Regions from separate parts of the Zea mays genome. Here region 2 is linked to region 1. A link is a contact called in public Hi-C data. All regions are on one chromosome and are shown on one strand. Each heading gives the region's core, a stretch centred on a gene start, on an enhancer-like site or on the middle of the called end of the contact. The rest is flanking DNA. Distances are from core to core; before and after follow the strand shown. Region 1 has its middle 69 kb from the start of LOC100284943. Region 2 holds the start of LOC100304237 (Ubiquitin-like superfamily protein).

Region 1 (3,695 bases), core at 729-3,228:
TCGGCACGTGAAACAAAGTGCACACAACGCGCGAACAGCACGATGACGCGCAAACGATGCAGCGCGCAAACAACAACACACAAATACTTAGTTAAAAGTATTTAAGCTGGTATTGATCAAGTTAATTAACATTTATATTTATAAAGCACGAGTTAAAATTATATACTCCTTCTAATTAAATTGTTAGTTTATTAACCCTCGAACAAACCAATAATTAGTTATTTAACTAAAACATGCGACACGACGACAACGAATGCCACATGTGGGAACAACGCGCTCGTCACGTGTGAAGGAGCACACGGAAAGTGCGCACGATCACGTGTGACCATGGGCAAATGACGCGTGACGATGCGCGTGAACAACACACAACAACGTGTGTGACACACGAGAACCACCAATGGATGTCGTGATTATACTAAGTAAATATTAATTCAAAACATTTAAGAATGAGATTAATAATGTTAACACATATTTACAAAGGCGCAATGTAGAAACTGTAAAATAATTTTAACCAGAAAGCTATTTGAAATAACCAGCAGATTAAACAATTACTTGACTAATTAATTAATTAAAATTTGCGTCGCGACGAAATAATGTTACTAATATGAGTGTGACGCTGTTACAGAGTTAACGCGACTAAAACGAGTCGAAGCAGGTTTGCGACGCATTATATATTAAATAATTAACAATTCGCGGCTAATAAATGACGCGACATACAAATACTACCAAATTATGTCGTTTCTATATTAAATATAGCATTTAAGTCGGTACAATCACGTTAAGTTAACAGGTATCTACAAATGCATAATTATATTAGCAGGCATTTATAAAATATAAATTAACGCAACTACTTAGTTTCGATTAATTTGATATTCTAATAGTTAACAGCTACATAGGTGACTAATTAATGTAAGTGATCATAAGCGAAAACAATTTAATAACACACGCGACAACGCGTGAAACGAAGTACGCGACACTTCGCAAATGACAACCCGTGTGAACAGCACGGGCGAAACATCTCGCGCAACGCGCGCTACAACACGCTAATTATGTCCAGATCGGACGCGTGGTGCGCGTGCACGAACATGAATGGACGACGACAACGCGTGACTTGCGCGCAAGTCAGACGTGCTGCGCGCAGCGCAGATCGCATGACAGCGAGGGTGCGACGGGGCTGTGTCAAGGGGTAGACAATGGGTAGACCGGGGTAGAAGCCATTCTCACCTTGAAACGAGGCTTGGACGGTGGTGCTTTGGTGCGGCTGGGCGAGCTCGGTGCGGCGACGATCAGCACGGGCTCCTCCGACATGGCCAGGTGCGACGGGCGAGCGCGCTGGGCAGCAGATGCAGATGCTCGCCAGCAGCATGTCGGCTGCTGTGCGCGGCAAGCAGCAGAGCAGCTGCGCGATGTGTCGGGGCAGGCAGAGTTCGTCTGCTAGGAACGGGCAGCTCGTCATCGATTAAAGGAGAAGGTGGTGGCTGGGCACCGGGCCGCTGCGCCGCGCCTGCGCTGGCCGCGATGGCGAGGTACCTCGTGCAGCGGTCGCGAGGAGAGAGGGAGAGAGGTTATGCGTAGGGAGAGAATGCAGAGGCGGCTCCAAGGCATCATGTGCACGTCCTAGTTGAGGAGGTAGAGGGGCCAACTGGTGGGGCCAGTGGCAGTTGGGCAAGGCATGCAGCGCATGCAGCCACGACAAGGGGCGCGCATGGGCTGCGCGCGTGTGGCGTGGGCGAGGAGGAGCGCGCGGGGCGGCTGGGCTGTAGTGCGGCGCACGCTGGGCTGTGGAGCGCGGGACAACGGCTGGGGTGGGCTACGCACTGAGCCTGCGAGAAGGCCAGCCAAGGGGGGGAGGCGCGCTGGGCCTGCGGGGGAAGGCTGGGCCGTAGGTGGGAGGAGAGCGAGGGGGCAAGCGGAGTGGGCCTCGGTTGGGCCAGAAGCGTGGTGCGGGAGTGGGCTGCACGGGGCAGGCCAAGCGTGCTGGGAGAGGCGCTGGCCTGGTGGGCCGCCCGAGCGTGGGCTCAGGGGGAGGAGAAGAAGGGTTGGGCCAGCTGGGGTATTGGGCTTCTTTCTCTCATTTCTTTTCTCTATTTCTTGCTCTTGTTTTCTATCTTCTATTTTATGTTATTTTCTTCTGAATCCAACTGCAAACACAAATTTGCGGACTATGTGAATGCACTAGAATAAATCGGGTTCGACACCTAACATTGACGCGTGGCAGTAGAGCATCGGACGCGCCAACAAGGCTGGCGAGTATATGTCTTGATCTTATCAGTTGTAAGTGTCTACACATCATTGATCTCAATAAAGGTATCGGTCTACGTCTGATCCCACCAGCTCTTCAGAATCGTCTTGTTGACCTCAGATTCTCTACTGAAACGACTGTGTTCATGCGTATACCGAGCATATGGAGATCCACCTCTACTCCTCCGATGCCAGTGAATAGAGATAGTATGTTCATGCCTCGTGGGTACATATCCTTGAGGACCGAGAGATGGTAAGCAACAGTGTCAACCTGAAACAAGTTTCCTAGAGATCGGTACCTCTCTGTCCTGTTGATACCTTTGTTGTGATCCTTGGGAAAGCCAAGCAGGAACTCCATCTCATCAGACTCTAGAGGAGCAACCTTGTTTAGGCCAACCCAAGCCAGATTCCTCCTATGGAGGGAGAAACAAAGGAAGGTTCATGGATGGGAACAAAAAAAGAGAAAGAGATATGGAGGTCAAGCATAGGGAAGTAGATGCCCATTAGATGGTAGCTGTGAAGAACACATGCCTCTCCCAAATCCAATGGTTGGATTTAACTTGCCGGACCATTGGACAAGACCAGTAGACAGATTGCTGCCTACACAAGCTATTGGTCCACCATACTTCTACTACAAGAATGTTGCTCTTGCTTCAAAGGGTGTCTGGACTACCATATCAAGATTCTTGTACGATATTCAGCCGTAGTTTGTGGACTCCAAGTACTTCTGCGTTGCTGCCAGGAAAAGAGGCTATATACACAATCTGCCACTTGAAACTCAGTTATCTCCTGGTTCTCAAGACATGGAGATTGGTTTAGTGATTCGCTCCACATACGTGGCACAAACTCAATAAATACGTACTGGATGTCATTCTAGATGGGGAACAGTGGTTGCCAGGACGAAATTCCTGGTCAAAACAATGAAATTCCTTATTCAGATGCCTGTGTGACACAAGAAATTCCTTTCGTGCACACAGATATTCATGGGAATCAACGAATTTCCTGGGTGAAGAGACAAAATTTCTCTATTCCAAACGAAATGCCTGCTAAACACAACGAAAGGGCCAAGTCAGCAGGTAGAATCTTAGAATGTCATGTATAAGTTATTCCTCCACAATTTATTTAAAATGCTGCCTGTTGTGCTCAACAAGACCTTAATCGGTCAGTTGCTAGAGTGTTTCGATGTTGAAGAAAACTTGTTCATGATTGGTACTGTACCCATAAATTTACACATAGTGGGGTAGAAAGTTCTAGGTCTGCCCAATGGAAGAATTCACATTTTGTTTGACTTTGAGAATCCAGATAAGGAGGGGAAAGATCCCAACTGCGAACAACTGAGAAAAATGCTCACAACCAAATCAGAGGAGAAAAGGGGTCATCATATTATTCCGATTGGATTGCTAAACTTCGTGAGAATTCAGATTTGGATGATGAGACCTATTGCATCATTCATG
Region 2 (3,890 bases), core at 306-2,805, 160 kb before region 1:
TTTGTGACGGTCCAGTGCGGGGTCCTCACTCCTCTTATCTTCGGCCATCTCAGTGTTTGTTGAAACAAAAAGCCGAAGCTCGAACATAGTCGCGGTTACATTATCAGCAAGCCAAAGAACAAAGCCAACACAAGCTTGAAAGCATGGAAAATATTTTTTATCACAACCATCATATATATATATACAAAGCACTACTGCAAAGTGGCCCCCACGATTTAGAAGGTTTCGCTATTCTAGCGAGGGGAACGTGTTTTTTCGGACCTTCGGTTAAAGGCCTTCGTTCGTTTTACAGTCTGAATTTGTTACAAAGAAACAAACTAATACTGCGAGGGGCTACTGTTGGGGGCCTTCGTCTTCCGAAGGTCCTAAAAAACACGGCTAACGACCATTTGTTATCAGCATGTTACTAAGTGTTACAGGAGCTTCGTCATCAGAAAAGCTCCGCGGATAATAATGGAAGTGCAACGAAGTAAGCTTCGTTATGTTGACGCATGAAGGCGACGTAAGGAGAAGGTATTGTCCAAGCTGCTAAGTGCAAATGACAATATTATCCCTGTGATATTTGTAAACTTTGTGTGTAATTTTTGAGGGCATGAATGTAATATCGTACGAAGTTGTACGACTGCCTATAAATAGATGAATAGTACTTTGTATTGTTCACGCTGGATTGGAATCGCATTCACGTTTTTTCCTTCGAACAAGCCGAAGGTACAGATGTAATGTACATTATGTATTACTTTATTAATATATGAGATGTATTATAATATTGTTTAACATTTGATATGAAATGAATAAATGACATAATGTTACATCTGTAACTATGCTTTTTATATTTATGAATGATGAAAACTTATTTTTTATGACATTCGTCTAAGACTCATTATACTCGAAGGAAGATAATGCGCCGAAGGATGAAGATCCTTAACGTTTAACAATTGTGTTGTCTTATTTTATGGTTCCCAGTAATAAAAAATAAGTGACCAACACGTATATCGATGGTGACTTTAATTTTTTTATTTTTTTGAAATTTTTTTAAATAAAACCAGCTAAATTTGATAAAAAAATAAATAAATTATAAATTAGGGCGGAGAGAGCAGATTGTATCATCCGCCAACATGTCATTAGTTACAACCTAGAGATGTAAATCCTTTGCTAGCGCCGTACCGTTCTTGTAAACTTGACGTATAACCGAAATAAATATAAAAGATAAATAACAATAACCATCAAGAGAATCAAGAGACTAGACGTCCTGTTCTGATAGACGAAAAGTTGACCTTTTCTTTATAACAAATAGTCGAGGAACAAAATACTCATTTTTTCTTTTCACTTTTCAGCCTCTCCCAAGTGGGCCGTGCTACCGTCGAGCGTGGCTCAAGCCCAAAACGCACTCGATTCGCGCCATCGCGTTGTCGGGCCACCAGCTCACGGCCGCGGGCCGCCGCCGCCAAGCGAAACGGCACGCAGGGGCTCTGTCGCCTCGCCTGTCGCCTCCAACGTGCAACGGCTACCGTTCCCTGCCCCCCGACTCCCCGAGGCACCCCCTCCTCCCTCCTCGGCGAAACGACAACCACCCCGCCGGGGAGGGTAATCCAAGCGAGGGCGAGCCATCACCGTGCTGTTCCTCGTTTGCTGTCGCCTCGAAGAGCCTCCTCCGTTCCCTCTCCCTCGACCGATCGGCCGGTCTCACGGGGCATTTCGCGGGGCTGGTCGATCTCTCCCCGCTCATTCTGTCAAGGGATTGGTCGGTTGCCGATTCCGTGCGGCCGGATAACTCGGATTTATTCAGTTTTTCGGGTTCGCTACATGCGTGTGCGATGCCGGCCAGCTCCCTCCCGGCGTCCCCCGACGCCACCGGCGACATTGGCGCCGCGCTCGAGCTCGATCTCGAGGATCTCGCCGCCGGCGGCGGCACGGACTGCATCGGCGCGCTCGCCTGCGGCAGGAGCAGCTTCTCCTACCGCCGCCTCCCGGAGCCCCGCCTCCGCCTCACCGTTCAGAAGCTTGACGACTCCTTCTTCGGTACCCTCCGGATTGATCCTTGCGCCATTTACTTTTCCCCGAAAGGGATCGTGGATTTTTTATAGGGTAATTGTGGATTTCTCCACGTTTTGCCCGCGCACAAACAGACATTGAAATCGCGCGGTCGGCCACGGTGTGGGAGCTCAAGGTGACCATAGAGAACTTGTTCTCCGCCCTCTATGACGACACCCAGAAGACCATCTCTTGGTACGCGCCCATGGATTATTTTTTTTCTGATTTTGTTTATCTCCTATTGATGGTCAGTATGAAAACCATGAACTATTGGGTTTGCATTTCGTTACCACGAAATCGTGTTATGTGGTTGTCGATTTCAAATTTGCTGTTGTCTGCTTAAATGCGACTCTGAAATCTGAATGATGTTGGCAACTTAAACTTCAAGGCTGTTGCTTGCTTGTTGTAGGAATCACGTGTGGAGTCACTTCTGCTTATGCTTCAAGGACGAGAGACTGACGGATGACAAGGCAACATTGCGTGGGTTTGGTATAAGAGATGGTGATGTGGTACATGCACTTCCTTAAACAGCCATAGGTTCTTGGATGCATTTTTCCTTTTAGTGCCGACTAATTCTGCTCTGTCTTGTGAGATAAGCCAGAATATTACTTACCCTGCTTCATTTACCAAATAGAAGTTCCTGGATGCATTTTGCCTTTTAGTGCCGACTAATTCTGCTCTGTCTTGTGAGATAAGACAGAATATTACTTTTCCTGCTTCATTTACCAAACAGAACAAATACTACATGCCAAGTATTTTTGTAAAACACAATCCCCTTCTCCCCCCTGCATCTGCACAAGCACAACAGATACATGCTCAGCTCGCTCGATTCAGGCTGACTCTATTAACCCCAGTTGAGTGCTATATCCTATTGTATTAGATGTTCAGTAACAGTGATGCAGTCTGGACTGCTTCTATCATGTATTACGTTTCTTGAATCGGAAGGAAATTTACGATGTCATGATGATCTGGAATATGTGCGCTTGCAGTACCATAATATGCAAATAGGAAAAAAACATTACTGTCAAGCCATCCTGCTCAGATAATCAAATATATCAAAACTTTCCTAGCGGTATTTAAGGCTATCTCCAGCAACGTTCTCTATATCCATCATTTACAGTATTCTCTAAAATATTACATCATCTATATCTTCTTGCTCTTCAACAACGTTATTTAAATCACGTTCTCTATACGTAAATACCTATATTAGAGACATTTTTATTTTTTATTTTTTGTACATACGTATTTGTCATACTCTCAAATGTATTGTACATATTTTGATTTTGTTAAACCGGTTATTTAAAGTATTCAAATGGATAGAGGACTGTTTAGAGAAACTCTATATATAAAGAATCCAATAGCGTTCTCTAAATTTAGAGAACGTTGTTGGAGAGCGTAGAGAACCGTTTGATCCTCTATATTTATGGTAGAGGAGCCTTTAACAAGCCAGCCTTATCATTTATTGAGGATTGAGGTATTTTTTTGAGTATTTCTGACATGCTACACAAGTTTGAAACCTCATTTAAACTTTGCATTGCGATGTAGCCATCCTTGCTTTCCGTGCCATACCTTTTCTTATACTTTCTCCCCTCATGCAGCTTCATTTTGCCCAGCATCTGTCTGTTGACTACAGCCCATGCAGGGATCCTCCCAAAAACCAGAAGGAAGCGTCTCACACTCACAGAAGGTACCCAATATTATAAAGCCCTTAATTGAGGCCTTATGTCTGCCTCATTCACACCTCTTCGATTTCCAAGAAGTGCAAAGTTGAATTTGCTGACATCTGCTAACATCACAAAACGGTACCGTATTGTAGGTCAAGGACTTCGCTGGATGGTTACAGGCCAGTGAGCATGCTG

Evidence for each region. Hi-C and Micro-C count contacts between places; a contact is called where the count stands out from the background.
Region 2: a Hi-C map of leaf mesophyll shows a contact between it and region 1, with 2.5 times the contacts expected there. The contact joins the promoter of LOC100304237 here to the enhancer-like site in region 1. A contact is called at or near these places in 9 of 25 Hi-C or Micro-C datasets (bundle sheath, ear, leaf and 3 more).

Annotation. Positions count from the first base shown.
Region 1 is chr5:101,550,739-101,554,433 of Zm-B73-REFERENCE-NAM-5.0, reverse strand. No RefSeq gene overlaps it. Among protein-coding and RNA genes, the nearest start is that of LOC100284943, 69 kb to the left of the region's middle. Within about 2 kb of position 1,978, at least 7 of the 20 cell types and tissues checked have an H3K27ac peak or open chromatin away from gene starts, as enhancers often do. A contact at or near this core is called in bundle sheath, ear, leaf mesophyll and 1 more, where this site is marked.
Region 2 is chr5:101,708,202-101,712,091 of Zm-B73-REFERENCE-NAM-5.0, reverse strand. LOC100304237 (Ubiquitin-like superfamily protein) reads left to right here and starts at 1,555. Exons shown (of 5, transcript NM_001165682.1): 1 at 1,555-2,019; 2 at 2,127-2,226; 3 at 2,441-2,540; 4 at 3,630-3,718; 5 at 3,848-3,890. The coding sequence starts at 1,815.